3 separate regions of the Sus scrofa genome follow, and all the other regions are linked to region 2. The links are chromatin contacts, called in public Hi-C maps. All regions are on one chromosome and are shown on one strand. The core of a region is the stretch at or near the end of the contact, and the rest is flanking DNA. Distances in the headings are between cores, read along the strand shown.

Evidence for each region. A called contact is a pair of places that touch in the nucleus more often than the background predicts.
Region 1: a contact with region 2 is called in a Hi-C map of liver, with 2.2 times the contacts expected there. The contact joins two enhancer-like sites. A contact is called at or near these places in 11 of 47 Hi-C or Micro-C datasets (alveolar macrophages, embryonic fibroblasts, heart right ventricle and 6 more) and 2 of 2 datasets of contacts at active chromatin or transcription factors (alveolar macrophages and skeletal muscle).
Region 3: a contact with region 2 is called in a Hi-C map of subcutaneous adipose tissue, with 2.6 times the contacts expected there. The contact joins the promoter of ERG here to the enhancer-like site in region 2. A contact is called at or near these places in 12 of 47 Hi-C or Micro-C datasets (alveolar macrophages, brain, embryonic fibroblasts and 8 more) and 1 of 2 datasets of contacts at active chromatin or transcription factors (skeletal muscle).

Annotation. Positions count from the first base shown.
Region 1 is chr13:202,575,710-202,580,583 of Sscrofa11.1, forward strand. No RefSeq gene overlaps it. Among named protein-coding and RNA genes, the nearest start is that of ETS2, 110 kb to the left of the region's middle. Within about 2 kb of position 1,277, at least 24 of the 83 cell types and tissues checked have an H3K27ac peak or open chromatin away from gene starts, as enhancers often do. A contact at or near this core is called in alveolar macrophages, liver, retroperitoneal adipose tissue and 1 more, where this site is marked.
Region 2 is chr13:202,372,740-202,377,412 of Sscrofa11.1, forward strand. No RefSeq gene overlaps it. Among named protein-coding and RNA genes, the nearest start is that of ETS2, 89 kb to the right of the region's middle. Within about 2 kb of position 3,377, at least 33 of the 83 cell types and tissues checked have an H3K27ac peak or open chromatin away from gene starts, as enhancers often do. A contact at or near this core is called in alveolar macrophages, epiblast stem cells, liver and 3 more, where this site is marked.
Region 3 is chr13:202,127,011-202,131,289 of Sscrofa11.1, forward strand. ERG (ERG, ETS transcription factor) reads right to left here and starts at 2,326. Exons shown (of 10, transcript NM_001244456.1): 1 at 2,196-2,326. The coding sequence starts at 2,213.

The sequences.
Region 1 (4,874 bases), core at 27-2,526, 200 kb after region 2:
CCTCTCTTCAGCCGTAGGACTGAGCGCCCACGGGGATTGGCTGTGGGCACTAGGGAAATGAGTTTGGGGCTTTGCTTCTCTGCTTCCAAAGAAAGCAAAGCCCCAAACTCACTCTGACCTTAGAGCTTCCATCCAATGGGGGTCAGGGAGGCACATGCTAAGAAAACCCTATCACCTGGTGGTGCGCTCTGAGATAAAGCAAGCTGGGACTGTTCACAGTAGCCAAGACATGGAAGCAATCGAAGTGTCCATTGACAGAGGACTGGATAAAGATGTGGCACATATGCACAATGGAATATTACTCGGTCGTCACATAGAATGAAATACGCCATTCGCAGCGACACGGATGGACCGAGACAGTATCACACTACGTGAAATAAGTCAGAGGAAGTCAAATATCATAAGAGACCACCTATATGTGGAATCTAAAAAATAATACCGATGAAGTTATTTATAAAACAGAAATAGACCCACATAGAAAACCAAGCTTACGGTTACCAGAGGGGGAAAAGGGGAGGATACTTGGAAGTTTGGGATGAACAGATACATACTACTCTATATATGACAGAGAACTGATGAGAACCTACTGCGTAGCTCAGGGAGCTATACTCGATATCTCATAATAACCTGTAATGACGAAGTATATATATATATACACACACAGAGGCATATATAAAACCCAATCGCTTTGCTGCACACCAGAAACTAACCCAACATCGTGAATCAACTATACTTCGAAAAAACCAGTGCTGGGGAGAAGGGGTTGGGGTAGGGGCTGCAACTGGGGGGTGGGGGACGAAGGTGGCCTTAGAGCAAAGAGCTTAATGAGGTGCAGAGGAGCCAGGGGTTGTCCAGGAAGAGGGGTCCCTTCAGGTAGAGGGAGCAAGAGGCCAGCTCATCCATGAGTGATGTGGAGCCACTGCTTTGTGGGAAGGAAGCAAGGACTTGCTTCCCTCCAGGCTCCCTCGGTGCAGAGCTGGCTGAGGGGAGCGGGCAGCTGGGGGACCAGAGAGGAGAGTGGCAGGATGGCGGGGGCACAAGGGGGTGGAGAGGGGAGTGGGGTCGCGCTGGGTGTGGGTAGGGGTGTGATATATGATGGGCAGAGAGACCGCAGTGACCCCTGCAGACCCTGCCTCCTCCCCCTCAGCCCTGGACCATGTCCAGACCTGGGAGTCTCAGCAGGAAGTCTCCCGGGGGTGGCAGAGTCCCCATCTGTGTCTGTGACCCGTGCTGACAGGCGCCCAGAGCGGTCGGTGGCCATGTGATTCCCGGCAGCCGCGATGAGGTCACGATCTCTGTTTACTAACAGGAAAGAACACTTGGATGCAGGAGTCAACGAGCTGAAAGCAGGGGCCGTGGGTCACACGTTTGCCTCTGCCCTGAGGCCACCCTGAACCGGCTGACCCTGGAAGAGGGATGAGCCCGGACCACAACATGTAAACTGATTCCCGTTTGTGCTAAAGATGGGCTGTTTTTTGAGATCATGATTAGAAATGAGTAAAAGCTAAGTTTCAAGGTCTTTGGGGTTTTATCATGCAGGGCTTATTAATTAATAACATTGGCAGCAACCTGGATGCAACTAGAGAGCCTCAGACTAAGTGAAGTAAGTCAGAAAGAGAAAGACAAATACCATATGATATCACTTATACATGGAATCTAATATATGGCAGAAAGAAACTTATCTACAAAACAGAGACAAACCCACAGCCACGGAGAACAGACTTGTGGTTGCCAAGGCGCAGGGGGGAGAGAGTGGGCTGGACAGAGAGTTTGGGGTTAGTAGATGCAAACTATTCCATTTAGAATGGATAAGCCATGAGGTCCTGCTGTACTGCATGGGGAACTCTATCCAGTCTCTTAGGATAGAACATGATGGAAGATAATATGAGAAAAAGAAGAGTATGGCTGAGTCACTATGCTACAGAGCAGAAACTGGCATGACATTGTAAATCAACCATACTTTAATTTCTAAAAATGTAAAATAATAAAATAAAAGAGAAAATAGAGCAGTTCAACATGGAGAAAAGTTTCCCTCCTTATTCCCAGGACTTGCAAGTATTTTTTTTTCTTTTTTTAAATTGCAGTATGGTTGATTTACAATGTGGTGTTAATTTCTGTTGTACAGTAAAGTCATTCATATATACATGAATTTTATATATAGTCATATATTTATTGTATATATTATATATTTTTTATATAAGAATATTTATATATTCTTTTCCATTATGATTTATCCTAGGTTATTGGATATAGTTCTCTGTGCTATCCAGAAGGACCTTGTTGTGCAAGTATTTCTTTTAAACAAGTAACGTATTGATCCTCTGAAATGAAGAGGCAATTAAGCTCCAACCTCAAATGCAAAGCCGTCCAAAGCAAATATCCCAGCAGGTGCTACCTCAGTTAACCTGGGCGATGATTAACCTGGGTTTTGCACCTATTCCTTGAACCGTTTTCCAATTAACAGAATACAATTTGATATCGTGTTTCTGAAAATGCTGTTCTTCTGAGCTGAAGGACTTTCAGGCGTGACTCATGTGAAAATGAGGGCGAGAAGTTTGCCCAGTAAAACCTAGGAGAGCACCTGGGATGCTCTGAGTTGCCGTGAGGTGGGGGGAGGAGGGGATGTTAACCAGCGCTGCCACAAGCCCGGCAGCTGGTGTGGCTGGAGTGAATGGTCCCCCTCCCCTAAGCTACGTCTCCATCCTCATCCTTGACCTTGGAAACATGACCTTCTTTGGAAAAGGGCATTTGCAGACATGATTCAGTTCATGACATCCAAGTGCAGTCACCTCAGGTCTGGGGTGGGCCCTAAATCCAACAACAAGCATCCTTGTAAGAGACAGAAGAAGACAGAGATGAAGGCAGAGACTGGAGTGATGCGGCCACAAGCCAAGGGACCCCTGGAGCCACAAAAAGCCAAAGGAGGCAGGAAGGGTTCTCCCTAGAACCTTCAGAGGGAGCATCACTCGGTGACACTTTATCTCACCCTCTGGCCTCCAGAACTGTGAGAATGTCAATTTCTGTGTTTGAAGCCACTTAGTTTGTGGTCCTTTGTCCCAGCAGCCCTAGGACACGGGTCCGGTTTCCAAAAGGGAACATAGCTCTTCCAGGACCTTGATTTGGGGCTTGTGGGTCCTTGGACAGACCAGTGGAATCACACTGTACCTCCACTCCTTTTTCTCTTTTTACAGCCACACCCACCTGTGGCACATGGAAGTTCTGGGACTAGGGATCGAATCAGAGCGGAAGCCCCAGCCTATGCCACAACCATGCAATGCTGGACCCAAGCCACATCTGCAACCTACGCTGCAGCTCATGGCTACACCAGATCCTTAACCCACTGAGCGAGGCCAGGGATCAAATCACAACCTCGTAGAGACAACATCAGGTCCTTAACCCACTGAGCCACAGTGGGAACTCCTATACCTCGACTTCTGCCTACAGAACTGGGAGGGAAGAAGTGGGTGTTGTTTCATGCCACGAAAACTTTGCGGTAATTGGTTCCAGCAGCAATAAGACACTCATGCAGTGGGGTGTCATGTGAGTGACCAGTGGGGCACTGGCGTCCAGGTGGCTTCAGGCTGAGGGTTGTGGAGAAAGTGGTGGGAAAAGTCCCATGTGGGGGCCTCAGGGGGCTGCGGGCATGGAGCACAGAGCTGATGGCTTCCATTTCTATTTAGAGTCACATGCCCAGGGCAGAAGAGGCTGCCGAGGGTCCTGAAGAGCAGAGAATAGAGCACCCTAAGGTCCGGGGTGATGGACACTGGAGGCAGCTGTGTCCTGAGAGGCCCTGCCATCGCTCTGGCCACCCAGAGGTTGGAGGCACTTGGACCAAGGCATCTGACACAGTGCTTCTGATGACAGCCCAGGAAGCCCTGTGACCAACAGCTCCTTACGTCACCTCGGCAGCTATGGGGTGAATCAAAGCCAGCCATGGGCAAGAGCAAGTTCCTGTGGGGTCCTGCCTCCCCAGAGACTCTCCAGGTGAGCATAAGGCAGGATGCTGGCTTTCACATTTCTCAGCAGCAACTAATCCCTTAAGAAAACCATATTACTCCAGTTTCTTTCCCAATGAAATTCAAGTCTGCCCAAACGCCTCTTCCAAAATATGTTATTTAGACTCAGTGGCGTTAAGCAAACTGGCAGCTCTCAAAATACTTTGGTCACTGGCTGGCGCTGTGTGTTTTACAGGCTGTAATCACTCTAATCCACAGCATTTGCATAGGGTCTAAACTGGCTCCGAGAGGCTTCGCCCAGAGACCGCTGAGGCGACAGTGAGGTCTGGTCAATATTCTAAACATGTTGAGTTTTTTGGGTTGTTTTCTTTTTTTTTCCTTTTGTTTTTTTGTGCCACACCCACAGCACAGGGAGGTTCCCAAGCTAGGGGTCGACTCAGAGCTGTAGCCACTGGCCTACACCACAGCCACAGCCACGCCAGATCAGAGCTGCCTCTGCGACCTACACCACAGCTCATGGCAATGCCGGATCCTTAACCCACTAAGGGAGGACAGGGATTGAACCCACGACCTCATGGATATTAGTCAGTTTCGTTTCCATGGAGCCATGACAGGAACTCCTAAACATGCTGAGTTTTTAAAAATTTATTTCATTGAAGTATAGTTTGATGTACCGTGTTGGTTAATTTCTGCTGTACGACAGTCATTCGGTTACATGTGCTTTTTCAGATTCTTTTCCAATCCAATGTGGTTTATGCAGGATATTGACTAGAGTTCCGGGTGCTGGACAGTAGGCCATTGTTCATCCGTCCTATACATGAGTTTGCATCTGCTCATCCCAGACTCCATGCTGAGGTTTTTTTAGTATGTGTGAGTAACATCTTTTTCTAAGACTAAACAGATGAGTTCATAAATTGC
Region 2 (4,673 bases), core at 2,127-4,626:
TTAGATCTATGAACTGAAGTTGGGCACTTGCCATCAGCCTCTCCATGGAGTAGAACACGAGCCACTGCAGCTGCCGACCCGCAGCGCCCCCTGAGCCAGTCTCAGGGTGGGGACCCGGAAGGAGGCTCTCTGTGCTCTGGGGAAACTGAAAGAACAGGTCTTCAGAGAGTCAGATATTTTCAAGAGAAGATTTTATGAGCCCGATTCTTGCATCACCTCCTATCTAGAAAAACACGAAAACCATCAATGATGACTGATGCTTTTGACTCGTACGTAGTCACCTCCATGCCAGCAGCAAACTTCTGCAAAATGTGTGTGCCTGGCTGCAGGCACCTCCCCCTTCACCTTTATGACTTCAATCTTGATTTTCCCCTTTCCTCTTTGGGGAAGTATTTCCAAGCTATCTGAGGTGCTGCCTCCTGGGCTGTGGTGCGTGGGCAAAACAAAAGATGTCACGGTCACCTGGCGAACAGCCACTCCCAAGGATGGGCCAGGGAGCCCTGAGGGAACTCGGGAAAGCATATCAAAGGAGTGATTCCAATAAGCCCAGACTTTTGTGTCTTCCCAGAGAAACAGTTTTCTATAAATCTTCTTCTGCAACTCCAGGTATCTGTAAATCTTTTGTTCCTACTATCTCCCCGTTGTTGCAAAAATTCCTATATCCTAGCTCCCCCCGCGCCTCCTGGGAGCAGTTTCTCAGGGCTACCTGAGATGCTGTCTCCCGGGCTTAAGTCCTAATTTCACCCCAAATAACACTTAACTCTCAGAGTTCCCGTCGTGGCTCAGCGGTTAACGAACCCAACTGGCATCCATGACGATGCGGGTTTGATACCTGGCCTCACTCAGTGGATTAAGGATCCGTTGTTGCCGTGAGCTGCGACTTGGTGTAGGTCACAAACAAGGCTCGGATCCAGGGTTGCTGTGGCTGTGGTATAGACCGGCCTGGGAACCTGCATATGCCACAGGTGCAGCCCTAAACAGGTAAAAAAAAAAAAAAAAAAAAAAAAAACCCACACACACAAAAAACACAAAAAACAAAATTTAACTCTCAACTTTCAGGTTGTAGTTTTTTTTTTAGTCCACAGATCTTTTCCATTTACTCTTGTATTTTGAACTTTTACATCATTCTTCAGTTCAAGTGAACGTTGGACTTAACTGTGAACACCTTAAGCTGAGCCCAAGCTCCCGATCACTGATTATTCTCAACACACCCACCCCACCTGGTGTCCAAGGCTGAGCTAATTCTCCTTCCACACTAGTTTAGCAGAAGAGAAACCTCACAGATGTGAAATGACGTTCAGGTTTCATAATGAGCCTGACAGAAGCCGATTCCGAATCTCCTTTGAGTCTAACCTCACTCTGGTCCCCCACCTAGAGGGAGAGGCTGGTTAACCATCTGCAGCCCAGACCCTATTCCAGCTGCCTGGGCATCTGTTATGCTGCCTTGCAGTGCCAGTTAGGGCCATGCCGAGACCATCTTTAAGTTCAATGCGCTTTTAGGCATTTAAAATGTGAATGCATTTTAGTCACAAACTTTTATCCACAAATCATTTCTTCCTCTTTACTTTTCTTCTCTCCTTTTCAGCGCTGCCTAAGGCACATAGAAGGGGTCAACGTGGAGCTGCAGCTGAGGCTTACATCACAGCCACAGCAACGCTGGCTCAGAGCTGCATCCGTGGCCTATGCTGCAGCTTGCGGCAGTGCTGGATTCTTCAGCCACTGATCGAGGCCAGGGATCGAACCCACATCCTCAAGGACACTATGTCAGGTTCTTAACCTCCTGAGCCACAATGGAAACTCCAATTAAGCATTTCTTACTCTGTATTTTTAATATCTTTTAATTTTTTTAATTTCCCCAATACATTTTTTTTTCTACTGTATAGCATGGTGACTGAGTTACACATACATGTACACATTCTATTTTCTCACATTATCAGGCTCCATCCTAAGTGACTAGACATAGTTCCCAGGGCTACACAGCAGGATCTCATTGCTCATCCATTCCAAAGGCAACAGTCTGCATCAATTAACCCCAAGCTCCCCAACCACCCCCCTCCCTCCCCCTTCCCCTTGGCAACCACAAGTCTATTCTCCAAGTCCATGATTTTCTTTGCTGTGCTTAATACCTTTTAAAATACTAATTTGTGGAGTTCCTGTTGTGGCTCGGCCGAAACAAATCTGACTAACATCCATGAGGATGCAGGTTCAATCCCTGGCTTTGCTCAGTGGGTTGGGGATCCTGTGTTACCATGGGCTGTGATGTAGGCTGCAGACACGGCTAAGATCTGATGTTGCTGTGGCTGTGGGCATAGGGCGGTGACTGCAGCTCAGATTTGACCCCTAGCCTGGGAATCTCCATGTGCCCATGGGTGTGCCCCTAAAAAAAGACCCTCCCCCAAATTAAAATACTAATTTGTAAATGATATAGGACAACTGTTCTAATAAGTTTATGTACATTATAAAATGTAAATGTTGAAGTATGAGATTAAAAAAAAGTATAAATAGAATTCCTAAATTTCCTTTTAGCAGCCCAGGGGGTCAGCTCACAAAGCATGTGCACACACACACAAACACACATGCCATCCGGTGTACACACTTTTTAAAACCTTCCAATCCAGTTCATTCTGGAACCTGGGTCTGTAGAATCAGCACTGTGACCTGGCCACCAAGGAGCTGGGATGCCAGGAGCCACGGGAAGGGTGAACTATTTCCCTTTATACCTACCCTGCCGTAGACACAATCTATGAGACTATGGGTGAGAAAAGAGTATTGCCTGCATGATTGTGTTACTGCATTTTTAAGACACCAAAGCATATTGTATCCTGCCCACAAATTGCTTTATAAATGATGCAATTTATATGATTTTTAGTTGACGGTATAGGTTCTTATTTCAGTATCTCTAAACCCAAACTATTGCAAGAGGAATGTATAGAGGAAAACTGCCTTCATTAGTAAGCGAGAATATCCATCACAGTCACTTTACAGAAAATGGGTAAGGACAGATATTGGACAAAAACTAGAAATGCCACATTAGCCCTTTTCAAAGCTGATCCTCAGCCACGGGCAGAGGTCGTTCCCCTTTAGGCCAGACGGTGGCGCGCGAGGCAAATGGTGCTTCTAAACTGGCATCCTGAAGGTGCGGACTTGAGATGGTGAGAAACGTCTCGATGGGGCGAAAGGGAGAAGCATCTGGAAGCCATGCTGGGTGAGCCTCCGCTGCTGCGAAGACAGGACTCTGCAAAAAGGAGAATAAAAGGGCCCACGTTGAGTGGGCGCTTCAGAGGGAGACCTGGCAATTGGATACAAGGAGACGCCAGAGCAGCCAGGACCTAGCCCAGCGGCTGGGGCAGCGGCGGGAAAAGAAACCGCTTGCATGAAAACGACTGCCCCTTGGCGGCAGGAATGCCAGGCCCTGACTTGGGAGTAAGAGGCTTGGCTTGCTTCTGGCCCAGCGTGCGGCCTGGGGCCCGCTGTGCAGTAAAAGCCAGGAACAAAAGCCGGAGAGAGCGTCATTAGAATTCAGTATTTTAGCATTAACCCCCATTTCTGCCTTTCAAGTGTAATGAGAGGCCTTTTCAAATGAATGTGTGTGCCTTTCATATGCAAATGAACTCAAGGGGATAATTTTTCCTGTGACTTATTACCTTACATAATTATGATTGTCTTTTGCAAGTAAAAAAAATCTGTCTTTCTGATCACTGTTGAAATACAGTTAATTCTCGTCTCTATTTAAATAAACCTGAAAAAAGAGCCACATAGGCAGAAGCGCTTTTAAAAAAAAAAATTTTGGCCACCCCGTGGCATATGAAGTTACTGGGCCAGGGATCAGATCCCAGCCGTAGTTGTGATCTATGCAGCTGGCGAATGTTCAATTTAAGGAAGGAAGTGCTCCTAAAAGCTAGGATTGTACATTTAGCTTAAGTCTGCATATTTTTCAAGAAAAGACTTCTAAAATGGAATGTTGCCCAAACCTGGAATTTTCTCAATAAACAAAGCATTTTCTGCATCCCTGCCCTTTATAAGAATAAACTAAACTATCCGGAGATGTGTACATTTGGATTCCTTTCCAATTTCTGAATAACCTCTAATTGATGTCATAATTATAAAAACTTCTTTCAATTCTTAGAAAACCTAGGGAAGGGCAAAGAGGCCTGTGGCTCACAGTGATGCAATAAGCAAGAATAATGATAAAAAAAAAAAAAAAAAAAGAATGAAAAAAAAGGCCAGCATCCTCCAGGGCAATAACCACTCTTGAGGAGGCTGAGCCACGATACAAATTGAGCGGAATAGCCCGCACCTCTTCCAGAAACTCGCAAGTTCAAGACAGATTTTGCAGTCAGAAAAGAGAGCCAGATCCTCTATCATTTCCTAATTTTCTATTTCACTTTGTCCCTTGTTCCTTAAAAATTTTCTCTAACTTCTTTTTCCAACCCACAGGGGCCCTCCATTCCAGGAGGAGCTGGGTTCTGTAAGAAGGAAAAACCAAGACCTTTTTTCCAGGAAACACCCTTGGAATGTCTGTGCCCTTGGATTCTCCTCCCAAACTCAACTCTCCTGTGGCCCCCCAAGGGTGCATCCAGATGTGGGGTTGTTATCTATTGTTGTGCAGTTTGGAGAAGGAGGCAGAGACATGGAAGGAAAGCCTGCTGCTCAAATGTGTTCACGTCTGGGAA
Region 3 (4,279 bases), core at 1,076-3,575, 250 kb before region 2:
ACCCTCCAAAAAATCCACTCAGGAGGGGAGTACCAACTTAACAAACTCAGTGCCTCTGACACGTGATGGACTAATTGATTTATTTACTGAAACAACAAAAAACAGAGTGCATCTGAGACTGGAAACTGCCTGTATGACAGACTGTTTTCTAATTCCAACGGACAGCTGTAATTTTCCCTCTGCTAATTTGAGCTTTGCACTAACATAATTAAAACTGTAGTCCACAGACCTGGGCCTCTTTTTTTTCCACTCTATAAACAAGTCTGTGAAATCATCTCATTACTTTACCCAGGAAGCCCAGCAGAACATGTCTTAAAGGAAGTTACCTATAAAGAGGGGCGATTTTATTTGAACAGCGGATTAAAAAGCATCCACTTGAAGTCATTTCGAAAGTTCACATGAGATATATACACTATACAGATGATGCAGGGGAATCAAATGCTACGGCAAGTAGAGAATCCTGGACCAACATAAACGGTTTGCCAAAACTCATTCTGAAAGGACAAAACAGTCAGACTTCAAAACCTACCCTCCTATCTTCAGAAATGTGTACTTCGAACAGCAGGACACGTCTGTGTGCTATGCAAAATGCACCCCACGCTCTAAGGAATGGTCTGCTATTTCCATGTCCTTTAATATGCTGATTTTTTGAAACACACGCACACAACTGTACTCGCACTACTCAAAATTTACGAAGACTATTAGTCTCAACTGCTGTGAAATATGGACATAAATAAGGGCGAAAAAATAATTAAAAGGGCAGCATGAGGGGTTATAAAAGCGAATCATTTCTGCTCAGAGCTGAAAAGGGGGCACATCAAACCCTCCCCTGCAAAATGCCTATGACCTTATATTTCAGCAGACCTCAATCCTTGTAGCCAAAGAAAAGAAAAATCTCTGTAACATTACAGTCTTGGATACATGGATTTTTTAATATACATCACTGATCACATCTTGAAATAAAACGGAAACTGAAGAGAATTTCTGAAATACAGTTTATACCATAGGTAGTAATTAAATCCTTTCAAACAAACCTTTCAAATACCCAACCAAGGAGGATTTCTGAAATTGTTTTGGCCCCATTCCGGACAAACCTCATATTCCTGAGCTTTCTAATTAACAGAAGCCCTTGATGAAACCACAATCAAATGCCTCTCACCTACACGCAGCCACACTCTAGGCACGCCACCAATAAAACCCTCCTTTATCCTCTTTTCAGGATCTGTTTCTGCTGCTGCCTTTTTCGCATTTTCTCCAAAGGTCACCAAGGCACGGGGGCCTTGAAAAATATGGTAACAGACCCCTTCATGGATCCCATGCCACCGAGTTACAGGAATCATCAAGTCGGCTTCACTTTCAGGAATCAGGCCGTGTTTACATTTCTACCTACCTGGATTCACCTCCACCTGAGTCTCGCCATGTTATTTACCAGAAACATTTGTGAGAAAAACATCACATCGGACCACAGACCCCAGAGCACAGAGCACCTGCCAGCCACTGCTTCCCGGTTCCCACCAAGCAGCCGTCACCACCGCGAGGAAGAAAGTCTACTCACAGTGCACCGAGGAGAAGGGACTTTATTAAACAGAAATACAGAACCGAACACACCGAATCACCACCATCTGGGTTATACGCGAACCCTCCGCTCTCGGCATGCAGGTTCCAAAAAAAAAAAAAATCCAAGTCAACACTGGCATGTGCCACGACCGACGGCCACTTGCCCAGCATCTTTCTTCGCGTCCACCGGGACCCGGCGGACCCCCCTGAAGCTAAGGGAGGCCTTCGAGAACGTGCGCCAGGGCAGCATCTCCAAGCCCAGCTCTGCCTCGGACCCGGCCCTCCAGCCGCTCCGAGTCCACTCCCTTCCAGCGGACACGCGCGCGGCCCCGCTCGAGACAGGTAAAGAAAATGAAAATTCAGACGCGCCCTGTACAGCTTTTGCAAAAGTCATCCACAGCCCTCAACAGGGAATTTAGAAACCCCAATTTTTTTCCGAGTTTGAAGTTTTTAAGCCTTGCGGATGGTTGGAGTAGGAAAAAGGAAATTTACTAGGCAGTGCAAAGGAAATCTTGTTGTCCTCTATTGTGGCAGTGGGGGTGTTGCCCAACCCTGACTTATCTGCCTTGATAAAGGAAACCAAAGAAAAGGGTAACAAGCACGAGATTTTGTCAAATGAAAAGGAACCCTCTCCTTACCTTAATAGTGCTGGCCATAATGCGATCAAGTTTATTGATCGTTAATAAATGTTAATGATAATTATTGCTTCTCTCTGACCAGAAAGTAGTTTTGATGAGGTTGTTTAGAGCGGATGAGATTGTGCTAAGTCTGGGAAATGAAGTCAGCCAATGGCAGGAAGAGGTTTCTATTGGTCCTGGCGGCCCAGCCCGAAGAAACAGGATATTTGGGAGTGGAGAGATAAGAGGCCCCGAAAACAATGTTGTTTTTCTTGATGATATGCAGCCAGGAGATTTTTTTTTTTAATTAAAAAAAAAAAAAAAAGACATCAATTGCCTGGGCCCGGGATGGCCACAGCAGGTGTGACCCGGTGTGCCGCCGTGTGACACGCCACCCCAGGCAGGATGCAGATGTGAGATGTGGCGGGACTCGGTGTGGCTTCGCGTGGGCGGCGAGCACCTCTGCCCTGGGCGTGGAGGGCACCCTGCAGCCGGGTGACAGACGGGCCCTCTCGCCTGTGTCTCGCCAGAAGACCCGCCACACGCCTGGGACCCGGGACTTGAGCCCCCCACACCCCCCATCCCACTCCCGGCTTCTCTTCTCTTAAAAGGAAACTTTGCAGGCGGTACTTAGTTCATGTTCAGGGGGGACCCCGCTTAGTCGCCGCCATTCGCCTGCGGATTTTTGAGGACGTTTATCCCTTCACCACCTCCAGCGAGTGTTCCAGAGCAGTTTCATTTTCTCCTTGCAACACAGGTAGTTGCTCCTGGGTCCACAAAAGCCAGGAGAAAATGCACAGACTCTAGAATGCAAGGAACTAGAAGGAAAGGGGAGAATAAACCTGTCGAATCCTTGTTTTCAAATATCCGTTGAAAATCCCAAGACTCGAAGTGACACAAACACGTTCTAATGGCAGCGAGCTGGCCCCCCTCTGACAAAGGTCCATGTTCCAGACGGACCCCAACAGAACTCCTGGCTACACAGAGATGCCACATCCTCCAGTTCAGTGTTTTAAAATCTGAGCCGTTAAGTTCAGGGCCACACGTCTGTTTGCCCCTCGGACGGAGGAAATGCAGCTCATGGAGGCCTGAACATTCCTGAGAGGATGGCAGGCCTTTTAATTACTCATTTTCAGGAAATTACTTGTTCTCTGGAAGAAACAACATTTTGCTTTGAATTTAGCTACACGAAAGCTGGGCCAGTGAAGAGGTGTGGTCTCCAAAGGGGACCCGCAGAACACAATAGACCAAACCCTGAGTCATCCAGCTCCTCCCGGTTTCAGAGGCAGGACAGTCAGGGAATCGATTTCACGCCTGCCCACGTCAGAGCTCTAGGAAGGAGCCCAAGGTTCTGTATCTTTTACTGATCCCATGATTTCCCTCTTGTATTAGGACAGAAGGAGGAAAGATGAAGAGGAGGACGGGGAGGAGGAGGAGAAGAGAAAGAGGGAAAGAGAAAAAGAGAAGAAAGAGAAAGAAAAAGAAAGAGAAAGAAAGAGAAAGGAAGGAAGGAAGAAAATAAAGAGATAAAAAGAAATAAAAGAGAAAGAAAGAAAGAAAGTGGAATTAAGAAAGAAAGAAGGAGAGAAATAAACAAAAAGAAACAAAGAGAAAGAAACAAAGGGAAAGAAAAAAGACCAAAAAAGAAAAAAGGATGAAAGAGAAAATACAAGAAATCTCGTGTAAAATCAGAACCTGACAAGTTCTCGGCATCTACATTTTGAGGGGATGTTGATTTCCGCTCTTTTCATCTCAGAACAATAAATGAGATGGCAGGCTGATTAAAATTGTGTTTCCCCTAAAATTTCAAAGTCCTGAGCTGTTTCACCTGGGCAGCTTCCACTAAGTGCTGGGAAAAATGTGCTCTCGGCTCCACTGAGATCCCCTGTTTTCTGCTCTCCCAGGAAGCATCCATGTTACATGTTACCTGCGGTACCCCAATAAGCAGTGTTCTACTCGGGATTTCCCAAAGAGCAGCCTTAAACAGGATGACCCCTGTGCTAAAAATTAATAAATAAAAATTAAAAAATTTTTAAAAAGCATGGAAGAAAGTTCTGGGTGGTCCCATCTCACCACTGCAACCTGGTTTCTAGATCCAGCCTCTT